Linked DNA regions of Rattus norvegicus: region 1 is linked to region 2. The links are chromatin contacts, called in public Hi-C maps. All regions are on one chromosome and are shown on one strand. Each heading gives the region's core, a stretch centred on a gene start, on an enhancer-like site or on the middle of the called end of the contact. The rest is flanking DNA. Distances are from core to core; before and after follow the strand shown.

What was found. A called contact is a pair of places that touch in the nucleus more often than the background predicts.
Region 1: a contact with region 2 is called in a Hi-C map of the A7r5 cell line, with 4 times the contacts expected there. The contact joins two enhancer-like sites. A contact is called at or near these places in 12 of 12 Hi-C or Micro-C datasets (the A7r5 cell line, the Rat2 cell line, Schwann cells and 7 more) and 1 of 1 datasets of contacts at active chromatin or transcription factors (oligodendrocytes).

The regions. Positions count from the first base shown.
Region 1 is chr7:134,978,331-134,984,731 of GRCr8, reverse strand. No RefSeq gene overlaps it. Among named protein-coding and RNA genes, the nearest start is that of Krt78, 21 kb to the right of the region's middle. Within about 2 kb of position 2,096, at least 70 of the 93 cell types and tissues checked have an H3K27ac peak or open chromatin away from gene starts, as enhancers often do. A contact at or near this core is called in the A7r5 cell line, where this site is marked.
Region 2 is chr7:134,331,822-134,338,032 of GRCr8, reverse strand. No RefSeq gene overlaps it. Among named protein-coding and RNA genes, the nearest start is that of Krt80, 29 kb to the left of the region's middle. Within about 2 kb of position 3,117, at least 3 of the 93 cell types and tissues checked have an H3K27ac peak or open chromatin away from gene starts, as enhancers often do. A contact at or near this core is called in the A7r5 cell line, where this site is marked.

The DNA.
Region 1 (6,401 bases), core at 847-3,346, 650 kb before region 2:
GTGAGGTGAGTATGTGTTGGTGTGTGTGTGATGGGTGTGTGTGAGGTGTGTATGTGTTGGTGTGTGTGTATGTGTGTGTGTGAGGTATACATGTGTTGGTGTGTGAAGTGTGTGTGTATGTATGTGTATGTGTGGTGTGTATGTGTTGGTGTGTGTGTATGTGTGTGTGAGGTGTGTGTATGTGAGGTGTGTGTGCATGTGAGGTGTATATGTGTGGTGTGTATGTGTGGTGTGTATGTGTTGGTATGTGTATGTGTGTGTGAGGTGTGTATGTGTTGGTGTGTGTGTATGTGTGTGTGGTGTGTATGTGTGTATGTTGGTGTGTGTTTGTGTGTGTGAGGTATGTGTGGTGTGTATGTGTGTGTGTGTTGGTCTGTGTGTGTGAGGTGTGTGTGTATGTGTGTGTGTATGAGGTGTGTGTGTGTCTGCACTCACATGCATGTGTAGTCAGAAGTTGACAACACGAATCATCCTTGATTTCTCTCCACTTTGTTGACCAAGGCGGGGTCTCTTGCTGAGCATGGAGCTTCAGTCAGGCCAGCCAGGCCCTTTGCCTCACGGATCCCCGATCTCCGCTTCCCACAGCCTGGAGGGATCCTTCCTGGGGACTGATGGAGCTGGGCTTAACATAGTCCACCAAGACTGTCCTCTTTTCTTTTTTAATGTAGGTTCTGAGGATCTAAACTCTGGACCTTAAACCTTGCAGGGGGCATTTTACTGGCTTTCCACCTCTTTTTTTTTTTTTTTTTTTTGAGGCTTCTCAGTGAACATGGTCTTGCTAATCATGCTAGGTGGGCTGTCAGGGGGCTCCAGGGAGCTGTTTGTCTCCACTTCCCCTACATACTCTTGCTACAGCCAGTTTTTATTTGTGCTCTGGGGATCTGAACTCAGGTTCTTTGCTCGGCAAGCGCTTTTCCCACCGACCTCCCCCTTCTGCTTGGTCCCTGCCTCCCATCAGGGTTTCCCTTTGTATCTTAGTCCAGAACCTAACAGCTCTTAAAACCTTTGTGTGTCATGTGGAACATGCATGTGCATATGTACTTCCACACGGCCTCTAGACACTGATGTGTGTGTGTGTGTGTGTGTGTGTGTGTGTGTGTGTGTGTGTGTGTGTATAGGCTGAGCTGAGTTGATATGTCCTCCCTAGCTGGAGATTGGGCACATCCTGTCATCTCCTCCAAAGACCGCATAAGCTGGAGGGGGCTTCTTTCTGTCCCCTACTCCATTCCCTCCATCCTCCCTGGGCATGGAAAACCAGGGTAAGGCTGAGAGTGGTGTCCCCAAGCTTGCTGTAGTGTGATGGGCTGGCTTCAGATGACCACTAGCTAGGAACCTGTGCAGCCAAGGCAGTGAAGGAGTTGTGCTATAGAGCTTTGTGGTCCTGGGTTAAAACTAGACTTCTCCTTCTCTTGTTTCGTGTGGCCTGGGACGGCCACCTTCTCCAGCTGAGTTTGTGAAGTGGGCCTGGTTCTCATTCCAGTGGGAAGATAGGATGTTTGAAATGTACCACGGGGTTTGGTGCCGAGTACCCAGGGCAGTTGTGAGTCCTTTTCCTTCTTAAGTGATCCCCTGTTGTTGTGCTTTGAGATTACATCAAGATGTTTTGGAGTCTTGCAGGACTGGCTGGCCATGAGACTGGAACGGACACCTTGACTCTAGGTTATGGTATACAATCTGGCGTGACCTACAAGCGCCCTGGCAACCCGGAGGGAGGTAGAGTCAAAGCAGAATTCCTCAGAGAATTCCTCCGAAGTAGGCAGAAAGTCGGTGTTATGGTAGAGAGTGCAAAGTGAATCTGAAAACTGAGGCCATGGAGCGGCCACAAAGGAACCATCTGTAGACTCCAGAAAGCCAGCCCGGGCCTGCAAACCTCAAGGGGGCAGACCGAATACCTACGGTACAAGCCCACCCATTTCAAAGTAACTGAAGCCCCTTTCCCCACTCCCCAGAGCCACTGAAACCCTTTACCCCTCTCAAGGGTAGGTTAAACTCTCCCCTTCCCCCAGAGGTTCGGACTCGCCACCCCCACCACCCTTGGGCGGCTCCCTGCTGACTCAGGCTGGCTCGGCTTAGCGGGCGGGCCGGAGTGGGAATATGCCGGGCATAGGGCCAGAGCGGGGTGCGGCGGCGGGTGAGTCATCCGGATCGGCGCAGTGGCGCCGCCCGGCCCCGGCGGCCGTGGGAGCGCTCGGGCACAGCCAATGGGTGACTGCCACCCGGCCCGCTCCGCCACGCCCCTCCGCGGCATGCGGTCTCTGGTTCCCAGCTCCTGAGCCCCTCGACAGACCCCCGACCCTGGGGACCTGCAGATCTTGCAGGACTCTGCCTTCCTGGGGCGGCTGCAGGGAGCAGCGTGGGGCTAGGGAGTTGAGCGGAGAGCTGCTTCTGTAGTCCTTTCTGCTACAAACCCCGCTGGTGAGGGCTACTCCAAGTCTCCAGGAGGCCCTGCACCACATGGGGGCTCTGGGTTCTTAGGTGTCCACAACATCACTGATTAGTGCAACCTCACGTCCCCAGGAGGCCCTGTCCCACTTGGGGGCTCTGAGTCCTTACTGTGCTCGAGACACCCTCTGGTTAAGGCCTGCTTCCCCAGGAGATCCTGACCTGAATGGGGGGGGGGGTGTCAGAGTCCTCACAGCACCCCTCTGGATCCTTTCCGGGTAGTGACATTGGGGTACTCATTACCTTCTCAAAGGGGACAGACTCCCTTGTTTCCCAGACTGTGCTGGTTGAACCCTGGCATAGTCTCCTTGGCTAAAGTTTTCTGTCCCCAGACAGCCACACCACCGACTACTTTCTGCTTCAGAAAATAGACACTGTACCAAGAAGTTTATGTTCCTAGAACTCTAGTGACCCCAGATGTTGGCCAGCCTTCTCTGGCCTACACTGATACACACACACAGGCTCATCAGCACAGAGTCCCAGGCAAGTGCAGACGGCAGGCCCCTATTGTCATATGCTCTATACAAGTACAGGAGGCCCATAACACAGGGAGAGACAGAAGACCTTTCTCTTTTTCCTGTAGATTCCTATGAAGGTAAAGAAAGTGTCTGGTAATTGGCAAATCTTCAAGAAATGTTAGGTATGACTCTCTCTCACACAGATACAGCCCCACAAACACAAACACCCCCCCCCACTGAGAACCTCAGACACGCACACACGCTCAGATACACATCGTTACAGACACATCTGCACAGATCTGCAGACACAACTAACCCCCCACCCCCACCCCCAAACCAGGAAAGCAGCAACCCCCACAGCAATCATAAAATCAAGTTTTACTGCCCAGGGTGTGATGGGAACCAGCAGCCAGCTGGGCGGGGGCAGGAGGCCTCAGCGTCTGGGCGGTGCCTGATCTGCCCCAGCTCCCACTCAGCCCCAGGGTCAGGACGCCTTCAGTTTTTTTTCTGACACGCCCTCCTCTGTCCCCAGAGCAAGTCACCCCATCCTTTCTCCACTGTTGCCTAAAAGCACTCCACACCCTCTTGCGACAACTGAGCCCTAGGCTATCTCCCCCCTTCCACCCTTCCCCCTGTGTGTACCTGCTAGCAGGGCTTGACAGCTTTCTGGGTAGGTTTGGGGTCTGCAGAAGTATTCTTTCCCTGACAGTCCTCTGGGCTGAGGGTTCAGCTCTGAGGACTTGGCTGCTTAGCCCTCTTCAGCTGGAAGGGAACAGAAAGGACTTCAGTCCCTGCACAGTTCCCAGGTAGCCTCTCTCCATTTTGCCTTGTAGTCCCTGCCTGTGGGGCTGCAGAAACTTGAGAGTCAGAGAGAGCTAGGAGGAAGCCCCGAGTCTGGGCCTGGATTAGCGCCTCTCTCCTGATGAACTTAGGCCACATTGGCCTAGTCTTCCATTTAGTATTTCCCCATTGCTCTCATACCCACCCCCGCCCTGCAATGGGCACCAGAGTCTGGCAGAATGGCCCCCACCTCACTGCTGGCCCCTACCTCACAGCCTGGCCTTGTGAGGAAGAGACTCACGGGTGTGTGTGTGTGTGTGTGTGTATGTGTGTGTGTGTGTGTGTCACACAGAGACTCTTTGGGAATCGGCTGGGATTAAGAGCAGGGCTCTGGTCCTTGTGATTAGTAAAGTCCTGAACGCTAGCATGTGTCTGTTCCTTCCCAGTCCCCGGCCATTTTCCCGTGAACAGATCTGTGTCCCCTGTGGTCTGACTTTGCTCGGGTCTGGCACGGGAGATGAGATCCAGAAGGACTCTGGCCTTGACTTCTGCACCTACTAAGAAATGAATGTCAGATACAGTGATAATATCAAGTGTCAGGGGACACAGGTCCTAAGAGGTTTGCTAAGAGTCACCTAGAAAAGGGTTCTGAGGGAGAGGGGACAGAGCAAAGGAATGCCTAGTCTGCATGGCCAGGGGCCTTGAAGAAGGGGACAGTAATCATTCTGCCCCCTTTATGGAGCACTCTGTGGCTTCTAGCCCTATGGGCTGGTTCTGAAGGTTGACCACAAAAGGGGCCAGGTGAACTTTTGATTAGAAAGCTGAATAAAGGTGAAAGGGCCAGGTGGAGTGCAGACGCCATTCTCACGCCTGGTCCTTGATGTTTTATCTATAGAGCAACCTCCAGGGCTGGCTGGACACTGGTCAGGGTCTGGACTCCCAGAGGTTCTGGGACTTGGAGAACATTCGACTTTGCTCTTTTGCTTCTCAGCCAAGCTCTGCCAGCCTGTGGACCCCTGTCCTGTCCTACCAAAGGGCCCCTGGGGAGCTAAGAAGGCCCCCTCCAGTATTTGGACCCTAAGCAAGCCCCCTTCTTTTTTGCCTTTAGATTTTCTGTCCCCCCCACTTTGCCCCAAAGGCTTGGATGAGCCAGAAGGGTGGGGCTCCCCTGTTGGCAAGACTCAATTTTGCTGGCTGGGAGATTTTCAGAGTGCTAATTAAAAGGAACCACCCAGAGAGAATGACTTCACTTGTTCACACACACACCCTTCTGCCCTGCCCTCTCCAGTGGCCCCATTCACACACGGGAGCTCACTGAGGTGGAGGAGCCCACGGCAAAGGCAAGATCCTTTGTGTCTGTCCATGAGCCAAGTGCAGGCTCAGAGCATTTTTAGCGTTTCCCCTCCTAGTCCAATGTTGCTGTGGCTGCATTTCCCTAGCTCGTCCCCTCCCAGGTGAACTAGACAGGCAGAAACTGACTTTAGGTGGGAAAGAAGATGGTGTCTTCCTAGGTCACACGCACCCCCCTCCCGCCCCGAACTCTCCCAAGAGATGTGCGCCTATGAGGAAATCTTCCCCTGGTTGGGATTCTGTCCAGCTCTCGGGCTTCATCCCCATGTGGAGTGGGCCTCACTGGAGAGAACTTAGTAGGGCTACCGTGTACTGTGGTGTGAGGATCTCTCTCCGAATCACCTACTCTCTTCTCTGCTCTCTAAACTCTTCCCAAAGTGTGGCCACAATTCCTTCCGCTCTGGACTGCCGGGTGGCCACAGGAGCCTAAGGTGGGCTCTAACACCCATGTTAGAATATTTAATAAAGGTTCTTAGAGCCCAATGCTCCCAAATACTCTTGCATTGCCTTTTGGGAAGACCACACTGACTCACTTGGTCTTGGTTATTTAGTGGAGGGGTGAAATGTAACTTTCTGGGCTGACTCCGGATCCGGGAGATCCTCGGTGCTAGGCAGCGTTAGAGCCACTGGGAGGCGAATAGCCGCCACGAGCAACCCTTGAGTGGGGAGAGAGGAGGAGCCAGGTTCTTTATTTCTCAGTCTTCCTGCATTCTGGGATTGCCCTGTAGGGGTCGCCCTAAGCCAGGTTTCCACAGATAGCGGACGCTCATTGCTTCTTCAGACTCTGGGTCGCATCTGCGACCCTCTGTCCCCCAATTTGAACTCTTTCTTTCCTCCGGGGTCCTCCAGCAATCAGGAGCTCAGGACAGGGCATGAAGCAGGGACGGAGAGAGCTTGTGACTTAGAGACTCTGAAGTGACAAGAGTGACAAATCGGTGGCTAGAAAGAGTACATGCAAATGACATGCAAACGAGCATCGCTGGACCGCCCTGGGTAGCACCCGCCAGTCTGGGCCCAGGCAGGCAGCCTTTTCCTAGCCCTAGGTGAGGATAGAAGCGCCTGATTCTTTCCTGACTGTGTAGACATGTGCTAAATGCTTCGTTACCCTCCTTAATTGCCACTATAACCCAGGCAGGGGCTATCGTCCTCATTTTACAGATGGCTCCTGTGAATGTTTTTGTTTTCTCCCCTTTCTCTCTCTACAAATCTGATGGCAAGTGAGTTTGGGACTAATCCAGCAAGCAACCCTTCTCTTCCAGTAGGGTCTTCCCGAGAGAGTAGGAATGAGGCTTTGCTCTCCGGGGCAGAAATACCGAGCACCCCCAAAATGCCGCAGGAAGGGGAGAACGATGTTGCAAGGGGTGCCAGCTT
Region 2 (6,211 bases), core at 1,868-4,367:
CACCATCGCAGTGCCTAGTTACAGGCTATGGCAGGAAAGGGTCCTTCACAAAACCCCTTCCCAAATATCACTCGTCAATACCTAATCTTCTTAGGCTGAAATACCCAGCGTTTCAGGTATGGCGAGTTCAGCATACCAGTTGGCACCTTGAGCTTTCGGTTATCTGAGTTCCGGGGGTGGCGCACCCCTCCCAAGGGGGCTGCGCCCATAGTAACCGAGTTGATCGTATCCCGGCACTGGATGGGAGGGGTTGGGTCGTTCTCCGAGAGCTGAATTACACTTGCATAGTTTGTTGTAAGGCTTTTAAAAACTGAGACTCGAGGGCTGGAGAGATGGTGCAGCGATCCAGAGCGCTCGCCGCTGCTCTTAGCAGAGGAACCAGGTTGGATTCCTACCCAAGTTGGAGCCGCCCACGAGGAGCCGCTCACAACTATCTCTAACTCCAGGTCTAGGGAAACGTGAAACGCTCTTCCTTCTGGCTTCCGTGACGCACAGACGCGCACGCGGTCAAGACGCCCACATGCATAAAATAAAAATAAATCTTCTTCTCTTTTTTTTTTTTTAAGATGACGCATGAGAAAAGAATCCAGTACGGTGCCTGGCACAGAACGGTTGCTTAATAATGCTGCTAACAGCCACCACAAGCCTTAACCGGCTTTCCGAATCCCCAGTGGAGGTGAGATGGGCTTTCTATCAGGCCTCAGGAGCCTGTCCGTCGGAGCGATTAAGCCTACCTGTTCATTCTTGGAGATATAGTTAGAGAAAGCGAGGGTCAGAGAAATGGCCCCTTCTCTCTCAAGCAGTCACCCTTGCTCTCCAGTGGAAAAAGGTTTACCCGCCCAGACAACCAGAGTAGCAGCCACCACTGCCCTCTCCTGGCAGAGGCAAAACCAGCATGTCTCTGGAGCCTCCAGGAAAGGCAGAAAGAAAGCAGCTAGGGATGAGCTTGGAAGAGCTAAATGCCAGCCTCAGAACTACATATACGTGGCTCCAACTTTAGACCTCAGTTCTGAGAGTCTCTTAGGACCGACGCCCCTCTCCTCCCTGCGCTGCTTCCTCCCCAACACCATCCACTGAATGGCTGCCACAACGCCCAGACCTTACAGTGGCTACAGTGGTGACTCACCTGAAACCCTTCCCCTGCCTATCTGTTTCCTAAGGGTCAAGTCTGGAGTAACATCGTCTCCCCATAGACACGCCTGTCCAGGTACCATCCCCCTCTGAGACTCCACTGTCCCCTGTTCATCTCTGGGTTGTGCACCCAGCACGCAGCAGCATAGCCTGCACAGCCTTCTGATCCCTTTCTTGTGCTTTGGTTGGTATCCAGACAAAATAAGGAACCGTGCTAGATCGGATCTGAGGCCCACGCCACCAGAGAGAATTGACATCTGATACTGCGAACTCAGTCAGAAGCCCGTGGCCGAAGAGATCATAGACCCTAGTGGGGGAAACTATTGCTGTTGGCTTGCTAAATAGGCATGATGTGGTCAAGAAGAGCCTTCTGTGTCCATAGAATACTGCTCCTGTCGACTCTAGTGATCAGCAGTGGCTGTATAGATTGATACCTGGTCGAAAACAGAGACAAGAAATGATCATCAGACACTCATCCATAAATGGGACGTCTGTGTCATCCCTTCCAAGACTCAAGAAACATCTTGGAGAAAAGGAAGAGTAGAAACAATGTAAGGGCCTAGGGAAAATGGGGAATTGGGTGAGGGCTGACTTCTTGGCGCGATGTGGCTGCTGTACTCACGAATTCACACCGGCTGTGACTGCCTGCACAGAGTCAGCATAGGTTTGGGCCCCTGGAGATCCTGTCATAAACCTGGATGTGGCAGCACACGCCCTCGATTTCAGCACTAGGGAGGCAGAGGCAGTCTTTGTGTTGAGGCCAACCTGGTCTAGATAGAAAGTTCTAGGCCAACCGAGGCTACACAGTAAGACCCTGTCTCAGAAAAGGGGGAGGGGATCTGAAAGTGGAAGGGAGCTACCTGAGAAGAAAATTATTATGATCAAAATCAATGCACGTGTGAAAACGTAATGAAACCCATTGTTGGGTATGATTAATATGTGCTGGTAAAAATATTTTAAAGGAGAACCACACTTGGGATTTCCCACAGAGGGCTGATGGGGAGTTCACTAAGACACAGAGGTGAAGGGGGACTGCCTGTCACTTCCTAGGATTAGAAAGCACAGAAAGTCACCCCAGAACTGAAGGAGGCAGGATTGAGCAGGGAAAACCGTGGTGCTACTTGGACTTGAGGTCATGGGACTAGAGAGAGCACAATCTCCTCCCTCCATCTGGGGCAGCTGAATATCGAAGGCTGGATGGCATTCTGACGAGGTGTCTGACTCTGGACCTGCAGGGGGAGGGGTGGAGAGAATGTGAGAAATGTCTCCAGGTCCCCTGCCAGAGCCTCCACTTAGACATAAAAGATCGCCCTCCTCTGCTGGCTTGCTTCCATTTTTTTAAGCTTTCAGGGTGTCTGCTATGATATCTCAATCTGGTGGCCGTCACAATAGCCACTCAATTTTGGTCCAAAGGAAAGCAAACAGAGCCAGGGTATGGACACCCCAATCTCTCTCTCTCTCTCTCTCTCTCTCTCTCTCTCTCACACACACACACACACACACACACACACACATATTCACATACATGCACACACATCTGTCTGTTTCCCTCTGTCTCTCTCTGTCTCTGTCTGTCTCTCTCTACCTTGCTCTCTGTCTCTCTGTCTCTCTCTGTCTCTCTCTGTCTCTCTCTCTCTCACACACACACACACACACACATGCATACACACATCTGTTTCCCTCTGCCTCTGTCTTTCTGTCTCTGTCTCTCTCTGTCTTTCTGTCTCTGTCTCTGTCTTTCTGTCTCTGTCTTTCTCTCTGTCTCTGTCTCTCTCTCACACACACACACATCTGTGTCCCTCTATATCTGTCTCTCAGTCTCTGTCTCTCTCTCACACACACACACATCTATGTCCCTCTATATCTGTCTCTCTGTCTCTCTGTCTCTCTGTCTCTCACACACACACACACACAGTCCTACCCTCCTTTCCCCTGCCTGCCTGTGAGGCTGTATCTACAATCTGCAAGCTCCGAGCGCCCCCTGCTGCTCATCACCCCATCTGCACCAGCACAGTGAGCAAGAGTGCATTCCTGCTGTCTAGGGACTAGGACAACACCCTTCTGCCCTTGTTCTGTGAGCCACAGAGGAGGATTAGCACCATTTGGGGTCCCCCTCTCCCTTCTCTCCTCCCAGTACCAAGGGGGATTGTCTGGCAGAGATCTGTGCTGAGAGAGCCCACAGGTGCCCTGACCCTGGACCCCCTGCAGCATCACAGAGAATCGTCTGAGGTTCTGAGGCTGAATCCTGAGAGAGAGAGAGGGGTAAAGGGTACAGGTTTGGAGCTCCATAATGGAGTCTCTTATGGATTTCTGTCCCTGGTTGGAGGCTGAGAATTCCCTTTCTTCTACACATCTGCCCTTTCTGGCCCAACCCCATTCCCACCAAGCTGTGGACTCCCAAAAGCTCCTGTGCCATCTACAAGGCCACCACACACCCATGTGGTGCCAGTCTGGTAGCCCGACATGAAACATTAACATATTCCACTTGTGTCCCAAGCCAAGGAGAGAAGACACGTGGGCTGACAGGAGGTCAGCATTTTTTTTTTCGGAGCTGGGGATCGAACCCAGGGCCTTGCGCTTGCTAGGCAAGCGCTTTACCACTGAGCCAAATCCCCAACCCCGGGAGGTCAGCATTTTGAGAGAACCACATGGCACTGTACATACATATCACACACTTGCACTAGTGAACACAGGTATGCATTGCACACGTGTTCTTACACGTGTATACACACGCATATGCAAGCACACACATATGGGTTCTATGAATGATGTAAGCATACATGTTTTAGTGGAGGCATCCTACAGACACAGATTGCCAGCAAAGCACCCATCTCTGCAAATGTGTGCACATGTCCTGACCAGGACTACTCACATGCACACACCCCAAAAGTGCTGAGATGATTCCATGGTGAGATGGAGCTCAGTTTGAAGCCTGGTTTTGCCCTTGCCCTTGGGGTTGTACAACTTTCAGAGCCTCAGTTTCCCCTCCTGTGAGAATGGGTACTAAGGGTACCTGCATCCAGGGAGATAGGGTCTAAAGGGGATAATGTGTGTGTGGCTCACCAGGTATGGAGCAAGTGTTTGGTGGCTGACAGAACACATCCCAGGCCTCTGTGGGACCAGATTGGAAAGGGACATGGTGCCTATCTATGATGTGAAACACTGTGGCCTCAGCCCAGGCACACATGTGACCAGGAGCACGCACACACTTGGGGGCACTTGTGTGTTTGTACTGTTTATTGAGGCTGCTTAGCTACCGCTGTGCTCAGAGCCCATGAAGCCCAACCCTCCCAGACCTGTTGGGACATGGCCTGGCTGGATTCCGGCATTCCTGCTGCTTCCACTTCCTCTTGGTTACAGACATGGGGTGCAAACTAGACAGCTTAGGGATCACTTAACCTCTAGGCCACTAAGGCTTTGCTTTGATACTTTGAGGCTCTGGCCTGAGACGTGGAGAGCCTAGGGTTCTCCTGGGGGCTCTATAGCCTGCTCCCCCACTCCCTGTTTGCATAAGCTGCATGTGCTAAGACCATGGCTCTGGCAAGGCAAAGCTCTGGAGTCTGACCCCACCATGTCCTCCCCACACCCTATGGCCTATGTCAGAGGAAAAGGACCATGGTTCATGTACTAACTCAAAGCCTCAGAGCCATCAAGCCAGCCATAAGGTCTATGAGGCTTCAAGGCCACCCCTGGAGGCTTTAGATCTCAGCCACAACTCTCCCAACACACAGGCCCCAAATAACTTATCCGAGACTCTCTCCTTAGGATCTGACAGGCAGTGCCAGGAAATGGTGCACCTAGCAGATTTCGTGCCCAGCACCCCTTCATCTGTCCACTGAAGTAAACAGACCACAAGATAGCCAGTACCATCCTTGTTGGGCCATCTCCCTCTATAAATGGACACCTTAACTTTGGGGCACAGACCTCCCTCACAAGGTGACATCCCAGAACCATGAGTGTATCCTGTCTGCTCATCTGAAGGCCAGGCAGAGAAAGGGCCTGGCTCTACACTACACAGCCCACTGGCCAGCAGGAGGACCTCTGACCAACCCCCACTAGCAGACAAGGGTAGACCTCTCCCTCTGAGTTTTCTCAGGTACACTGCCCAGCTGATGGTGAGATGGGAGAGAGACAGGGAAAGGGACCATGTACCCTAAACCCATGAAACTCCCTCTGCTACGAGGAGTGGCTGTAGGGAGCCTTCCCCAGGGCCAGCCTGAAATAACAGAGCCCCTTCTAGAGCTTCCTATCAGGCTGGTGGATCAGGAAGAGAGTTGTCACAGCCAGGTAACGATGGCCCTGAAAACATTACACCTGCCTACCAGTGTGAGACAGAGATAGGAAAGAGTACTGACCCAGGATCTTGTTCAGGCCCCTAACCCGAGGAACTCCAGCCTCAGTTTACCCCAGCTGTCAAGTTGTGCTGAGACTGCTCTTTAGTTTGAGCCTCTACCTCCAAAAGCCTGGTGTGTGCCTGCGTATAGCCACTCTGGCTAGGCCCTGCAGGGCCAAAGCAAAGAAAGCAAGGGCTGGGTGAGCATTCCTTGGCCATCTAGCCTGCCCCCAGCTTCCTTTTAGAGCCACCAGATAGGAGAGGTCAGGCCAGCTCAGACCAAGGTTTCTGTTTCAATACAGTCCCGGTTCCGTACCCCCCCCCAATCCTCCCCCCTCCCCAGCCTAAGAACCACAGCCCACGGAAGGAAGGAAGGAGGATTAAGACACTAAGAAAGGACCCTTTGTAAGGCGCTTAGCAGAGACCTAAACACAGACAAGCTTTTTCTCCTGATTAGCACAACCGCAGCTAGGACCTTCTCCTAACAGGAGAAAACTGAGGCCGGGCATGTGAGAAACCTCTGAAGTAGTTAAGCTAGGTGTGGCTCATGCCGCCTGGATTCCTTCCCATAGAGAAGCCACCAACTCAAGCAGTGAGCTCGCGACCCTGACAGAGCCCCAGGTACCCCCGTGGAGGCAGGGCAGAGGGCGGATCCCGGGGCGGGGCTGGCAGCTTCTATTCCTGCAGACACCTGGTATCCGCCTGCAGCCCGCGTGCCCGGGCAGGGAGGCTGCTCAGGGCGGCCCA